2 separate regions of the Danio rerio genome follow, and region 2 is linked to region 1. Evidence: chromatin contacts called from public Hi-C data. All regions are on one chromosome and are shown on one strand. Each heading gives the region's core, a stretch centred on a gene start, on an enhancer-like site or on the middle of the called end of the contact. The rest is flanking DNA. Distances are from core to core; before and after follow the strand shown. Region 1 overlaps arhgap12b (Rho GTPase activating protein 12b). Region 2 has its middle 32 kb from the start of msl1b.

Region 1 (3,745 bases), core at 816-3,315:
GGATCAAACGTAATTACTTGCAATTCACACCCTGGATATGACTAAACATGATCATAAATAGCTATTTAGTTTTCTCAGATCAAACGAGTAGAGGTTTGAACCCGAAAATTGTGTACCGTAACAATTTAACATAGGTTGAAGAAAAAAAACATTGAACAATTTTAAAAAAATCTTAACTTTGACAGGCGCATGGAAAAGTGTCACTTTAATAAACCCTCGTCCTTCATCCAGGAGTAGTTTCATGGAATATCAAATGGTTTGTTCCAGACATTGAAAGTCAGTAAACTTTTTATATATTTTTGTCCAAGCTGTGGAATATCAGTTTTTGTTGTTGTTGTTGTTGTTGTTGTTGTTGCTTTAAATTTTAGTTTCCGTTTATCAGAATGCAATTTTTATATAACATATTTTTATATCATGCATTTTCACATCTATTGTTATGGTTGGGACCTCTTTCTTTTTTTATTTACATTTTATTATAATACACTTGGTACACAAAAATTAATACACAAAAAATTTGCTTTTAAAAATCGCTATTTTAAAGATTTGATGTTGAAAAGACGACAGAAATGCAAATTTTGTCAAAATACAAGTAATAACAGGGTGTCCGCAGGGTCTTAAAGTATCAAAAAATAAGAATCAATTTAGAGAAATTTAGGCCCTTAAAAAGACTTAAATGCTGTTACAAGGTATTATACTTTGCATAATTTTTGATCATACACTTTTATAATTATAGTTGAATGCTAAAGTTTGAAACTTTGGGATGCCGTGTAGTTAAAAAAATTGATAAAATTCTGCTATATTTAATGTCACACTGCATTATTTACTGCAGTAACCACGGTAGCACCATTATTTCTGCTGTTCTATAAGCAACACCTTCTGGATTAACATGTTTATAAAGTTTATAAATAATGTTTTAGTCTAGGATTTGTTTCTTACAATCAGTATTTAGTGATTATATTTAAAAGGTCGCCAATGTTACCGGTTCAGGCCTAAAGTGGTCTTAAAATGTATGGAAAGAGTCTTATAAAAGGTATAGAATTTTACTCTCTGATTCCTGTATATAACACTACTATCGAGCAATCAAATATGAGAGAAGGAGCATTTTACAACAACTCAAAATAAATCTTAGGTAAATGATCCATTATTGTTCTCACAGTGGGTATATTAAAGTCATGCAATATTTACATTTTAGGTAACACTTTAGAAAAATGGTCCTTTAGTTAATGTTTGTTAGTATGAATAGTCCTGTAAAGCATTTATTAATCATATTTTACATTAACTGATGCATTATAAAATCCAAAATTGTGCTTGTTAACATTAGTTAATGCACAGTGAATTGACGAACTAACATTATTTATTTAAAAAAACCGTCAAGTAACATTAACAGATATAAGTAAAAATCATAATAACTGTATTGCTAATAGTTTGTTCATGTTAGCAAATACATAAACTAACATTAACTAATGGATCATTATTTTAAAGTGTTACCAAATTTTGCTATTTTGATATCTTAATATTTTAGCACATTATTGTCGTATAAGCACAACCGCAACATGTTATTCCATACTGTGAGAGAAAAGTCAGAGAAATGAATATTTAGCTTAAAGTGGCAACCCTGTGGGCAGCTCTGGTAAATGTGAGTGTTGGAGGTATATATGGAGGGTGTGGCTGCTGCTCTGCACAGCAAGCCTCTATCGAGTTATCTCACTGTATCCATTACTGGGACAGACCTGGAGACTGGCCAACTACATCATTATGAGGGACAGAAAGAGACTGAACACCACATCCTCCTGATGCATCGCCACTGCACACGAGACTGTGACGGAGAGGGAATATGAAGGGCTGTATGGTGGAGAGTGTGAGCGCGTGGTGCTGTTGTTAATCCAGGCGCGGCTGGCTATGATTGTGATGCAGTGGGAATGTAATTCGATTAGTTAACGGCCTGTGTAAACAGTTCTTGACAGTGACATCAACCTCAGGAGTTTCATAGGAAATGGCAGATGTGGAGAAGCAACTGTTGTGTTGCTGACGCTTCGGGCTCTTGTAGTGTCCCGACTGTCATCTTGAAATTTGTTCATTGTGGATAAAAAAGGCACAATTAGATTGGAATTGATACAGTCATGTTTAAATCAATATTTAGTTTGTATATTTTTAAGTCAGATTTATATTAACCCTCCTGAATTATTATTACTTATATATGAATCTAAAATAATAATAATTTATAATAAATATTATCACTTATTTTTCCCCAATTTTAAACACATTTCTAAACATAATAGTTTTAGTTTTTTTCCAACTGCTCACACACATTTTTAAAGCCGTGTCACCTTTTTTCAAGACTACACACAATTTTCAAAACTGCGCACACGAAATGCAAAATGCCTTACATTTTCATTTTTCAAAATGTAACACTACATTCGAAATTCCATAAACACACATCATATGCCATAAACTGTAGCTTATATCTACAGTTCAATGCAATATTATACAGTGAAAATAATCGGCTGAGAGGGGGAACAGGTACACTGTAAACACCAATCACATGTAGAAACAAAAAATATCTGTTAGGCCAAACATTATTGGTATATACAGTAGCATACAACAAAACCATAAACATAATAAGTACAAATGTAAAAAGCAAACATGTAAAGCAAAAGTATATTCTCCAGAATACAGTAAAAACACAATTGTCAGTGGAGGGTCTCTGTGGGAGAAGTGTCCATTTCATGGAGAAGATTTACAAACTACATTATACTTGCCAGCATCAGGCTGAGAAGAATTATTCTATTCTTTTCTAAAGGAATTTCTAAACTTCTAACAAAAAGAATGTATTATTTAGAAAAGGTGACTGCAGTAGGTATAAAACTACAAATTGTGGATTTTTTGTTCCAGAACATCCCAGTGTCCTGTTACTTTTGATCTATTTATAGGTCTGCACTACAATGATTGCTTAGTGATCAGTTAAGAAATTAGTGTTTGCACATTTGAGGAGTGTGTGTGCCATGTCAATAAGTGTAGCATTTTGATTGGTTATGTTTGGAAAAGGAAAGAAAGTGGCTTCCTGTTAGATTTTTGTGTTTTAGGTAGAGAGTTGTGTGTAGTGTTTTGTAAAAAGTGTTTTATGCAGTTTACAACTGAGTATAAGGATGAGAAATAGCTTCTGGTTGTGGAAATTTGCTGTGTCGTTTTTCCATTTTGAGTGGGATGTTTCAGAAATTGTGTGACAAGATTTTGTGTGTAAGCAGTTGGAAAAAAACTGTAATAACTAATGTCTAATAACTGATTTTCTTGATCTTTGCCATGATGACAGCACATACTATTTTACTAGATATTTGTCAGCGTTTTAGTATTCAGCTTAAAGTGCAATTTGAAGGCTTAACTAGGTTATTTAGGCTAGTAAGGGTAAATAAGGCAAATCCCTCTAATAATATAATGTATAATGATGGTTTGTTCTGTAGACACTTTAAAAAATATATTGCATAAGGTGTCTAATAATATTGACCTAAAAAAAACTGCTTTTTTATTAGCCTAAATATAACAAATAGAACTTTCTAGAAAAAATATTATAGGAAATACTGTGAAAAATTCTTTGCTCTGTTAAACATCATTTGTGAAATAATTGATAAAGAAAAAAATATATATATATTATTGTTAGGAGGGCTAATAATTTTGAATTCAACTGTATACTTGTATACAGTACATATATTTGTATATATATGAATTTATATGTACATCATTACATTGT
Region 2 (3,552 bases), core at 426-2,925, 280 kb after region 1:
AAGGGGGGGGGGGGCAGTGGCGCAGTAGGTAGTGCTGTCGTCTCACAGCAAGAAGATCGCTGGGTCGCTGGTTCGAACCTCGGCTCAGTTGGTGTTTCTGTGTGGAGTTTGCATGTTCTCCCTGCCTTCGCGTGGGTTTCCTCCGGGTGCTCCCGAGCGTGTGTGTGTGGATGTTTCCCAGTGATGGGTTGCGGCTGGAAGGGCATCCGCTGCATAAAAAAAAAAATTGCTGGATAAGTTGGTGGTTCATTCCGCTGTGGCGACCCCGGATTAATAAAGGGAATAAGCCGACAAGAAAATGAATGAATGAATAATAAAAATGATCTTATTACAGTTTTTTTTCAGTGGCTTTGATGCATTTCTCAAAACTATTAGTACAAACTGCAAAACTGCAAAAATGGAGAGCTCATTCCTCAAAAGCAAGTATTGATGTCCATGAAAATGATTTTCATTTTTTTTTTAATAAAATTAGCTTGACAGATTTTGACAACTAGTTCAACATTTTTGTATGTAATGAGTCAAGTAATGAAATGAGGACTATTAGTTTTATATGGAGTGACTATTCAGCATTCACAAGTTTAGTTAATTTTGACTGAGATGACATAAGCTAATGATAATGTTACAAAGCAGCAGAGAGTTGGACAAGAGCAATTGATGCATGTCCAAAAGCATTCGCAATTTGTTGGAAGGAATGAGAAACTGCTACTATGATGTGCACAAAGGACTAGTTATTTTGAGAAATGCATTAACTATTGTGGAAATTAAAAAAGTGTTGTGAGAAATGCACTAAAGCGACTGTATTAAAAATTTTATATGAATCTTTCCAATAAAGCAAACAGTATATTAATCTTAGACATTCAATAAAAAACATGAAAAAAAGTCTGTTACAGAAAAGAAATTGCAAAAGGATGAACCATCCATATTAAATTTAAAAACAAACATATTTGTGGATGTTTCCCAGAGATGGGTTGCGGCTGGAAGGGCATTTGTTGCGTAAAAAAAAACTTGCTGGATAAGTTGGCAGTTCATTCCGCTGTGACGACCCCAGATTAATAAAGGGACTAAGCCGACAAGAAAATGAATATCTGTGGCAAGTAAACAATGCAGAAAGACACAGACAGACAGACAGACAGACAGACAGACAGACAGACAGATAGACAGATAGATAGATAGATAGATAGATAGATAGATAGATAGATAGATAGATAGATAGATAGATAGATAGATAGATAGATAGATAGATAGATAGATAGATAGATTTCCACACACTCATCAGCACACACACACACACCTCCATCACCCTTCCATCTGCCCTGAGGTCTCACCTTACGTCCCCAGTGGGCTCTCCTTTACTCAAGACGGTGTTGGGTTTAGGCAAAGGGTCTGATCCTGAACACAGCCCCTCTACACCCCCAAAACACACACTCACACACCCCGTTCATTTTCAAAAAAATCATTGATTTTTCCGTTCCCCAGTAATGCTATCATCTTCTGGAAACAAACCCACCAAGGACTGGAGTTTGATCAATTCATACCCCAGCCCACCTCTTTCTCTCTCTCTCTCTCTCTTAGAGGTCATGTATACAGTGGCACACATGCACCAGTATATGCAGGTGGCTTTATGGAGATCGTTCCACTCCCTCCCGTTCCCCAGTGGAAATGGATGTCCATTAAAGATGACATCACACAGGCACTGCAACAGCCGTGAGCAGCTGCGGCCCATAAGAGAGGCTCAGCTATCCTGTAATGTCTCATATGAGCCTAGCAGACTCACAGAGCAGCGTCATGGCTATGGGGAAAACAAATGGCACAGCTCAACTAACAGGCCAATGGAGAGAAGTCACTTTAACCGCACACACACACACACACTGGATAGAAAAAGTTGATCACTTTGCTCTTTATAAGAGAAGCAAATATTAAACCGAGACTTTACTTTTGTGTTTTTGTCTTTTAAAACACGTCTCCTGAGACTTTTGATGAAGATGGAGATAACTGACTCAAATATAGACTGGCGTTTTCTCTTGAGTGTGGCAAGTTTACTTTAAAGGAATTGTTCACTCAGAAATTACATTTCAGCTATCATTTAGTCACTCTTGACTTGTTCCAAACTAAATTATGTTGTTGCTTTTTTGGGAATACAGAAAATGTTGGAAATCTGTAACCATTGATATCCACAATAGGAAAAACAAATATTATCAGTTTAGTTGACTTTATTAGTACCCGTAGGTATATATTAGCAGCAGGATTTGGCATTTGGGGCGGCACGATGGTGCAGTGGGTAGCACTGTCCCCTCACAGCAAGAAGGTCACTGGCTAACAACCCACCTCGAAAAAATTAAATGTTACGAAACAGCGACATGGTGCAGCTCAATATAAACTTTGATATAAATGGTCCTGGAAAGTAAGTAAGAGTTATTTTAATTTAATACAAACAATTTAAACAATCAAATCACACCATCATCACAAATCACAGACACACACGTTCCCACAGAAAACTCATCAGGTTAAAATAAGAATAATTTTGGAAGTCAATAGTTACGTACAGGTTTCCAACATTCTTCAAAATATCTTTTATTTGTGTTTAACAGAACAAAAAAAATTTGGAACAAAGTAAATGATGGCAGAATAATAGTTTTTGGGTGAATTATCCTTTATGGGTAAAAAAAAAATGAATCCAGACCTTTTTGTGCTTCTATTATTTTATTATTATTATTATTATTATTATTATTATTATTATTATTATTATTATTATTATTATTATTATTATTATTAAGGAATTATTAATATCTCACAATATCATTCAGTAAGTTATACATATCCATATACACATAACATTTGTTATTTATTATATTATTAAAATTGTATTATTGTTTTGCCAATTGCTGCTTAATGCTAATAACATTTAAATAATCAAAGTTAAACAGTATTAAACACACTCTTGTGAATTTCGGCATTGAAACCTGTGCAATATATACAAAATAAAATATAATTATTGAGACATGCAGCAAATACAATAACAAAAATGACTTTCACAGATAGAAAATAAAATGAAAAAATAAAATAAAATAAGTTTCTTAAGTTTTGGATTTTGCTTCCCACTTATTCAAACTTTTAAATAGCTTGGACCTTGACTGCTTGTACACACAGATCTAACTATTCAAACCTAAAATCCATGCATCCATTAATTTTTCTTCGGCTTAGTCCCTTTATTCATCAGAGGTCGCCACAGTGGAATGAACCTCCAACTATTCCAGCATATGTTTTACACAGTGGATGCAACCCAGTTCTGAGAAATATCCATACACACTCACTCACACACACACACACACTAAGGACAATTTAGTTTATTCAGTTTGCCTGTACCAAATGTCTTTGGACTGTGGAGGAAACCGGAGCACCCGGAGAAAACCCACGCCAACACAGGGAGAACATGCTCCATATGGAAATACCAACTGACCCTGCTGGGACTCAAACCAGTGACCTTCTTACTGTGAGGCAACAGTCCTAACCACTGAGCCACCGTGTTGCCCCAAACCTAAAATTTCCACCTAA

The links. A called contact is a pair of places that touch in the nucleus more often than the background predicts.
Region 2: a contact with region 1 is called in a Hi-C map of embryo, with 2.9 times the contacts expected there. The contact joins two enhancer-like sites. A contact is called at or near these places in 2 of 18 Hi-C or Micro-C datasets (embryo and hematopoietic stem cells) and 1 of 4 datasets of contacts at active chromatin or transcription factors (caudal fin).

Annotation. Positions count from the first base shown.
Region 1 is chr12:28,518,451-28,522,195 of GRCz12tu, forward strand. All of the region lies in intron 16 of arhgap12b (Rho GTPase activating protein 12b), which reads left to right. Among named protein-coding and RNA genes, the nearest start is that of arhgap12b, 98 kb to the left of the region's middle. Within about 2 kb of position 2,066, at least 3 of the 62 cell types and tissues checked have an H3K27ac peak or open chromatin away from gene starts, as enhancers often do.
Region 2 is chr12:28,802,721-28,806,272 of GRCz12tu, forward strand. No RefSeq gene overlaps it. Among named protein-coding and RNA genes, the nearest start is that of msl1b, 32 kb to the right of the region's middle. Within about 2 kb of position 1,676, at least 13 of the 62 cell types and tissues checked have an H3K27ac peak or open chromatin away from gene starts, as enhancers often do.